Regions from separate parts of the Gossypium arboreum genome. Here region 2 is linked to region 1. The links are chromatin contacts, called in public Hi-C maps. All regions are on one chromosome and are shown on one strand. The core of a region is the stretch at or near the end of the contact, and the rest is flanking DNA. Distances in the headings are between cores, read along the strand shown.

Region 1 (4,861 bases), core at 119-2,618:
TTAAGCAGCTTCCAAGACTCAGTCTCCTTCCAATCCTGAACCATAGAGTTTTGCTGCAACTCTTGAAGAACATTCCTCAATTCCCGCTGGAAATGATCAAACAAAGTCGGGTAATGTGTACAAGCCTTCAAACAAATTGCTTCAAGTCCAAGAGGTATGGGAATGGAATTGAGATAAGGCTGTGCCTGGATTACAAAGGTCAATCCAGGTCCCATCCTTTGTCTCAACTCCAAAAACTCCCCTTGCAACTCTGCTGACGCAAAGTCTGAAGCCATTGCCTTCATACCTTCACTAATCCACTTAACAACCCTCTTCCCAAGATCTCGTCTGCCCAAAGGATCCCCATTTTGATACAAAGTTCTAACATTTAAAGCCTTAGTCTTTTGAACCTTCTGTTCCTTCTGTTTCTTAAACAACCCCAATTCTTCCACTAATATATTTGTCCTAGTGACACTATCGTTGGGCTTAGAAGTAGACTTATTCTCACTTTTGCTAATTTTTGGGTTGCTTCCAATATAGCTTTTGCTTCTAGGCTTCTTTTTTGTGGTAGTAGCAAACTTGCTGCTACCATGACTGCCACTGCTTTCTCCACCACCATTGCAAACAAGCTGCTTGGACTGAAATTTTGTTGAAGGGAAAGAATATCTACGGCCAACAAATAAACAAATAGATTTCAACGAAGAAGGAGAAGAAGAGAATGGCAAAGAACTCAAAAAGCTACTCTTTCGAACAGTCAAAGCCAAAGCTTTTGTTGTAGTTGAAGGAATATTTCCACAAAACAAGCATGAAGCTTTCTCCATTTCACTTGTGAGAAATCTGTTTTACTTTCCAAGGAAAAATACCCAAATCATAATGAAAAAAATCTAGTTTCCATTTCTTTTCTTCTCTCTTAGTCTCGGAGAAATGATTCTCAATAGAATCTTCAAATATATATGCTCAGGAGATTTGTTTTTTGTTTTTGGCTTTGTTTTCGAGTTAGAAAAAATGGGGTTTTGAATTTAAGCCTCAGAATGGATTTGAGGTGAATAATAAGAAGAAAATTGGACCTTTTTCTTCTTTAATATTAATTATATTTTCGTAACCTATGCTTTCATATGAACGTACTGCAAAAATACAGAGAGGGGCAGAAGAAAGATATTTAGGGGGGGTGTCAAAATCAAATGAAGAGATGGAAGAGAGAGTGTTGTGATTGGCTACGAGAGATTATGTGGAGAGGGAGTGTGGGGTAAACGTGTTGTATTGCTGTTCTATCTTTTTCTCTTTCATTGATTTTTGTTTTGAATCGCTGCCATTGCCGTTTGTGGTAATGAGATGGTGTGAGAAAACAGTTTCATGCGAGAGTAGACGTGTGCTTGTTTCGGCCATGGAAAATCCTTTAGTTGGTGATGCCAAAATGGCCAATTGGGAATCTTAGGTTTCACAAAAATATCACTTCTTCCAATTCTAATCACTCGTTTAGGAAGGACGAACTACCAAATCAGTTACAGCTAGAGTCGTTTTATGGGTCGGCTGATATTCCTAGGGGTGAGCAAAACTCGATTCGACTCGAAAAAATCGAAAAAAAATTCGAATTTCGAGTTAAACGAATCGAGTTATTCGAGTTATTCGAGTTATTCGAGTCAACTCGAATTTTTTTTTCGAATTTCGAGTTCGAATCGAGTTGAGTTTTCAAATTCGAATAACTCGAATAACTCGAATAATTCAATAATTCAATATCAAACTATAATATTTTACATTTTACCCCAAACTCCAAAACCTTTTACTTTTCCTCAAAACTTTTACTCCTTCCCACTTTCCCCCAAAACTTTTACTCCCTTCCATCCCAACCCCCAATCTACCCAAAATCCATTTCCCACCAAAATTTTACTCTCTCATTTACTTTTTTCAAAATTTTACTCCCAAAACCCTCAAAACTTTTTATTTTCCCTAAAATTTTATTCCTCCCACTTTCCCCTAAAATTTTTACTTCCTTCCCATCCCACCTCCCATCTACCCCAAATCCACCCCCAATTTTTTTAATATTTTCCTCCAAAATTTTACTCCCCTATTTACTTCCTTCAAACTTTTATTCCCCAAAACTTTTATATTCTCCTAAACTTTTACTTCTCACCTTTCACTCTCAAATAAAAAATCAAAATTATCCAAAAAATCACTAAAATAAATAGTAATAATTTTATTTATATCTATTATTTATATTATTAAATTAAATTTCACATTTTATATTATTTATATGATTGAATTGTTTAGTCCTATTGAATATTTATATTAAAATTGAATTATTAATTATGCCATTAAATATTCATGTTAAAATTTTATATTAGTATCAATTTCACATTTTATCTTTAAAATAACTTTTATTAAAAATCACATTTTTACATTTAATATATTTTTAATTCCAAAATACATAGTGACAAGAATTTGAAGATAATTGAAACAACTAAGTAAACAAAGAAGCTAACCCGTATATAAAAGATTAATAAATAAATTATGAGGTGATGAAAGTTAATAAAAATTTTGATTAAGGTGGAAAAATTTTATTACGATGGGTGACAGTGGTTACAAGGACCCAAAATTATTTTATAAAATTTAATTCGAACAAATATATTCGATTCGATTCGATTCGAATTCCATCTCACTCGACTCGATTCGAGAAAATTTCAAATTAAGTTAGGATGATAAAATAATATTCGAAAACTCGATTAACTCGAAAATTTTTGATTCGATTCGATTCGATTCGATCGAATGCTCACCCCTAGATATTCCATTTTTCTACATCAAAAACTTGGATTCTTTTTTATTTATTAATATTGAAAAAGTAGAACTTTTTAATTATTTTTTAAAACCCTGAGTTACGTGGGCTTTGAATTCTTTACAAATTTTATAGCCCCTCCGTATCTATGAATGGGTACATGTCAAGGATCTCGTCCCCTTTTTTATTTTATTTTATTAATTAGGTTAATAAACTTTATTCAGGTTAGGGATGACTAAAATTTGATTTGGTTCGAAAATTTTGAAAAAAATTTTAAATTTTGAATTAATCGAATCAAATTATTCGAGTTTTGAGTTCGAATCGAGTTAGATTTTATAATTTGAATAATAGATTGATATAAATACCCTTTTGCTCTCTGTCAAATTTGAAAATGAACAAATTGGTCTCCTTCTCAACAAAAATTACAGAAAAATCAAAATAATTTTAAAATTTTTGAAATAATTTTAAAATTTAAAATATTTATAAAAATTTCAAAACTTATATATTTTAAAAATTATAAAAATTTAAAAGAATACATAAAGAAAGTTAAAAATTAAAAATTTTCTAGAATAATAATTTTGGGACCTATAAGTTAATTAATGATTTAATCAGTATCATACTAAAGTACTTTATTATTATTATTTTGCTTTGAATTCTTTTTCAAATATATATGATTTCAAATTTATGTGCTCTAACATGGAATTAGTTATCTTGTAACAATATTTTAATTTAAAATTTTTTAAATCGAGTTAGGATGATAAAATAAGACTTATTAGCTCGATTAACTCAAATTTTTTTCATTCGATTCGATTGAATACTCACACCTAAATATGCGATGTCAAATGAGAAAATAATTTGACTTTTGTTGGTAGATATTGGGTAAATAGCAGCCTCTCACTCATACACAAATCTGGACCACTTTCCATTAAGACTTTCCCCTTAAAAGTTTAGTTATACAATCAAGTGGTTTATGTGAGTTTTACTTATACAAAAGAAATGCATTCTAACAAGTCTCTTACTGAACAAATGATAAATGCTACCTGTAACACCCGTACCCGTAACCCACGCTGGGGCGGAGTACAAGGAATTACCTAACATGATCTCATGTACACAAACAATCTCGAGTCACCCAGACTCGGTCCAATTTAAATATTTTTTAATTTCTACTTTAATCTTCTTATTATGGGCCTACGAGCCCCAAATCGACCATTGGAAACTAATCGGGACTATACCGGGTCCTTAAACCAACTATGAAAATTTTGTCCTTAAAACAGGGCACACGCCCGTGTGGAAGAGCAACACGCCCGTGTGACCAACTCGACATGGTCGTGCTGATGGCTCGTGTGACTCACACGGCCTACACACCTAAGGACACGCATGTGTCCTTTACCCGTGTGAAATTAATTTCTAATTCACACCTACAAGGGTTTTTACTCGGCCAGACACATGCCCGTGTTGATAGCCCGTGTCTCTCACACGACCAGAACACATCTGTGTGTTAGCCCGTGTGCAAAAACCAAGGTATTCTGTTCCTGACGTCAGCATTCTCAAAATGACACATGGCCATGACACACGCCCGTGTACTAGACCGTGTCCTCCACAAGGCTGAGACACACTGTAACACCCCGAACTCGAGACCATCGCCGGTGTCGGACACGAGGGGTTAACGAGACAAATCCTCTTAAAGTACCGACCAATTTGGCATTTCCAGACAGGCTGGAAAACTGCGTCACTGTCGCCTTAAAAATCATATCTTGAGTTTCAAAACTCGGAAACTGATTCCGTAAATTTTCCCTGAATTAGACTCATATATCCATCCATGGATTTATTTCTAGAATTTTTGGTTGGGCCGATTGGTACAGTTTATTAGTTAAAGTCACCCATGTTACAGGGGTTGACTACACTGACCTTCGCGCGTTACAACTTGAATATCTCTCTATACAGGGCTTTAATACTGGTGCCGTTTGTTTCTAATGAAACTAGACTCAAAATGGAATCTGCACATATAAGGCATGACTTCTAATTCTTTCTGGATAATTTATAGTAAATTTTCAAAGTCGCATCAGGGACCCGAAACCGTTCTGGCCCTGTCTCACGAGAACTTTAATATCT
Region 2 (4,784 bases), core at 1,673-4,172, 210 kb after region 1:
TTTTTTTAGTTTTTAGGATGATTTTGCCCTCTTTACATAAAATCTTTATTTTAAATTTTTTAATATTATTTTAAAATGTTTTGTATAATACTTCATTTGAATATTCTTATATACTATTATGCCTATGGAATTCATGATTAACTTAGTTTTTATTCTACATATATATTATTAATTCTATGTTACTCTATATACATGTTCTTTTTAAATCTACTTGTACATATCTTTAAGCCTTATATATATATAACATGTTTTATTATACATTTTGTCATTTCGTCTTTAAAAAACCTTTGATGGTGTATATGTTGCTTAAATCATTTTCCTTTTATTATATGCATGTGGTCATCTTAAAATAGATATTTCATTTTAAAAAATACTTTGTACATATGAGTATGCTTTCATGTCTATTATACATATAATTTATAATAAAATTAATTTAATCCTATGTGCATATTTAATCCCATGCTAATTTATTTTATAAATTCTTTTAAATTTATCTATATATATATTTTTATGTATACTGAGTCATTTTTTAGAACATATTTTATTACATATTGTTTTGATTTAAAGTCTCACATTTAAATACTATTTTTATATGTATATACATTTGTCAACTCTAAATGAATACATCATCTTCAAAATGTTTATGCCCATTATTTGACTCAAATTTCCTCTTTCATAATCTTTGTTTTAATAATTATTTAGATGTTTGTAGTTTTGTCCATATTGTTTTGCATATCATGTGTGTTTTGTTGTTTTTATTGTTTTATAAGTTATTACATTATATTTTTGATTAGTGTTTGGTGTTGCTATCCTAATCTTATTTTATTTATCTCGGTTTAAAAACTTGTTAGAGCTTTTTACTTTGATTTGTTTCCTTAGTTATACTTTTAGCTTTCACAACTTTGATTGTTAATGTGTGGATGTGAGCTTAATATCATTTTATGCACGTTAATTTTTCTTTTATTTGTTTACTCATTTTTATACTATTTTTATTCATTAAAAGAGTTTGCTATCCATGCATATTGTCTCATATTTATAACTTCGCCTTTTACTCGCAATTGACTCGTTGAGATTTTAAACTTATTAATCCAAACTAACTATTCTATTCTATTTCAAGTCAAATTAATGCGTTTTAAGCTAGTTTTATAATTATCCATTTAAAAATTCTTTAAAACAAAGGCGATGTTCGATGTTTGGCAATTCGGGGAATCGTGCCCTATCATGCTGGGTTGCAATTTCCTTTTTGTTCAAAATAATCGAATATTCCTTTAGAATTTCACTCATGTCTTTAAAAATTCTTTAAAACGAAGGAAATGTTCGATGTTTGGCAATTCGGGGAATCGTGCCCTACCATGCTGGGTTGCAATTTCCCGTTTGTCCAAAATAATCAAATGTCCCTTTAGAATTTCACTCATGTTTTCTAAATTCTAAAACAAGACAATGTACAATGTCTAGAAATTCGAGGAATCGTGCCCTACTGTGCTGGGTTTCGATTTTTCTCGTTGGACTAAATAATTGGGCATCCTTCTGTGATTTTCAACATATAAACTTTTGGAACTCGAAATTTATCGTGCTTTCGAGGGTATAAAGGATCGTATCCTATCATGCTAGATGTGATGTTATATTCCTCTGAAACAAGAGAATTTTGACGACCAACTTGAACCATTCAAATGTTTTCAAAGGAATCACATTTCAAAAACATTTTTAAATCTTAGATATAAGGACATTATTTAATCAATTTGGTACCAATTTTGGGCGTAGTGAGGGTGCTAATCCTTCCTCATGCGTAACCGATTCCCGAACCCGTTTTCTCAAATTTACGTAGGCCAAAATTAGTTTAAATGGAGTAACATATTTTATTAAGGTGATCCACTCACACCGAAACAAAAAGATTGGTGGCGACTCCACATTTCCGTTTTCAAAGTCGATCCCTTATTTTTCTTGTTTTCAAAAAATGGTTTCGACAGCTAACATCTGCCAACTACTGACAAATTCAAATTGATTTAAGCAATTATCAAAATTCAGAGTCATTTTTCATTCTATACCTGAATAAAAGCACTATGATTGCAAACACCATCATCGACGATGAGTTTCCAACACCTAGAAACACAGAAAGAATGGTAGCGCAATGAGACAATGTTGGAACAAGGACAAAACTGACAACAACCATTTTCTCCAAAGGTTGATTATGAGAATGAATTTTCCCACCCTTTCCAGATAAAAACAACAGTATATAGCTACCACCAATAACTGTAAGCAAAAGTGAAACAAGTTTATACACTGTGTCTTCCCTATTTCTGGGCCTGTCTGATAATGGAGAAAGGAAGCAATGGGTGGGAATGAAGGAATGAAGGAAAATGATGGATATGCCACCAATTGTTGATGGGTCTTTAGCGTTGAAACTCTCCATTTTTGCCTTTTTATTCAAAGTGGAAAGGAGATTGATTCTGTGTTACTTGAATTCAAAATAACTACTTTTCTATTCTTTTTTTTTTTTAATTCCATTTTATGGAGAAAAACAGTGAAAGAATAAATTGGTTGGTGTCTGTTGAAGCATTGAAAAACAACAAAAATTATAATACATATACCAATTTTATTGTAAAAGTTTTAGGGATTTCAATATTTGAGAAGGGATTAGGGATTTAATGATAGGTTTTAATTTTAAGGTTTTTTTATAAATTCTTCATTTTTTAATTTCGTATTTACTTTTTTTTTTTTGACAGATTAGCATGTCACATAAGCTATTTCGTTGACCAGCGCTTGACTGGCGGTTAACTGACGTTTTCCGTTAAAGCCAAGTTGACTTGTGAAAAAATCGTAATGTTGATGATATCAATACATAAAAAAAAAAAGTCAAGGGCAGAAAATTAAAAATCCCTAAATATCGAGGGTATTATATGGAATTATGCCAATAGAAAAAGGGCGTAGAAAGTAAAGCAACGTGGAGGTGGCCCTTGTGGAGTTGGTGTCAGTGACAGAACAAACTGATATTCTAAAAGGTTCCCTAACTCCAAGGCCAAAAATCTTTGCGGCAAAATTTGTAGAACCGAAAACAGTAAACCTAACTAGTATTATCGAACACAAAGAAGACAGAGCTACCCATGAAATTGTTTGATGCTCATTGCCACCTTCAAGATCCCAGAATTCTCAACAAAGCCCCCAAACTCATTTCCACTGCTTTGGATTCTGGTCTCCTTAATTTTGCTGTTAATGGTGTTTCTGAGGTCGCTCCTTTTACCTTGGATTTCTCATTCATTTTCCTATTTTATTTGTTTTTTTATAATGATATTATGTTTGGGTTTTTCTTGAAAACTGTAGAAAGACTGGCATTTGGTCAAAGAAATGGGAGACAAGTATCCTTCTGTTATTCCATGCTTTGGAGTTCATCCTTGGTAAAATGGTTACTTTTAAAATGAATACTTAGATATAGTTTTTAGGCTCTTCTCTTTTACTGTTTTCATTTGTTGCAGGTATGTTCCTCAGAGAAGTCCAAATTGGTTTACGACTCTCAAGGAATTCTTTGAAACCACTCCTTCTGCTGCTGTTGGAGAGGTAAATTTATTTCTTTTACCACTAATTCTGCTTAATTTCTTAATATCTAACCAAGGGTATTTAGTTTTATTTTAGTTTGTGCAGTCCATAGGTCTGATGTAGAGTTTTAACTTCAGTTTTCCAAATTTCATGGTAAAAAAGAAAATATTAAAACAGAAGGTTTCAGGACTAGATTCTTACACTATTGTGCTTGGATTTATATTTGTTCATAGCTACCTCTTAAATAACAACATGCTTTTGCACATTTCAGATTGGTTTGGACAAAGGCTCAAAAGGAAGGGAGATTGATTTTAATGATCAGGTCCTCACCGTTTTTGTGCTATCTTGATTGTCATTTATTTTGTATTAATTCTATTTTTTCATAAGGCAGCATACTTTCTGTTTTCTCTAAGCCAAAAAGAGCAGCTCCATGCATAATAAAAAGACTTGCATCCTGTTTACATGTTGCCATTACTTGGTATGAGTGCATGTATTCTAGTCATTTTCGTAAAGTTTTCTGAATCTTTAAGTTCTATCTTCCAGATTGAAGTATTTAGGCAACAGCTAGAGCTTGCAAAAGAGTTGAAAAAACCAGCATCAGTCCATTGTGTTCGTGCATTTGGCGATCTCCTTCATATAGTGAAGTATGACTTTGTCTACATCTATTTGTAACCGAGATTTTATCTTAAACAAATTACTGGGGACTATTTAGAAAATGTTTCAGCCACTTAGTAGATAACAAATAACATTATGAAGGCAAGAAAGCCTTCGAAATCTCTGGCACTTATCACTATTAGTGTCTTTGCTAGAAATGCTCATTATCAGGCATGTATCTTAGCTACTTGTTTACTGATGTACATGTAAGATGCTATAGTTAATGTATGCGTTTCCTTACTGCAATGTATCTTATCACTATTAGTGTCTTTGATAGAATTGCTCATTACCAGGCATGTATCTTAGCTGCTTGTTTACTGATGTACATGTAAGATGCTTTGGTTAATGTATGTGTTTCCTTACTGCAATGTATTAATATCCTCAGGGACATTGGATCTTTCCCAGATGGTCTCCTCCTCCATTCTTACTTAGGCTCTGCGGAGATGGTTCCTGAATTTGTCAAATCCGGTGCTTACTTTTCATTATCCGGGTACATCATGCCCATGAAAGTGCAGAAGGCCAAGAAAATGTTGAAGACGGTTAGTTCATCGAGTTTATTGTTCCATTGATCTGATCATCATGTAACAAAGTATACAATT

The links. A called contact is a pair of places that touch in the nucleus more often than the background predicts.
Region 2: a Hi-C map of leaf shows a contact between it and region 1, with 2.7 times the contacts expected there. The contact joins the promoter of LOC108471000 here to the promoter of LOC108470503 in region 1. A contact is called at or near these places in 2 of 5 Hi-C or Micro-C datasets (both in leaf).

The regions. Positions count from the first base shown.
Region 1 is chr11:91,785,749-91,790,609 of ASM2569848v2, forward strand. It overlaps LOC108470503, which reads right to left and starts at 1,369. Exons shown (of 7, transcript XM_017771843.2): 1 at 1-1,369. The coding sequence starts at 800.
Region 2 is chr11:91,990,873-91,995,656 of ASM2569848v2, forward strand. LOC108471000 reads left to right here and starts at 2,923. Exons shown (of 7, transcript XM_053020900.1): 1 at 2,923-3,224; 2 at 3,319-3,392; 3 at 3,471-3,552; 4 at 3,803-3,853; 5 at 4,571-4,724. The coding sequence starts at 3,115.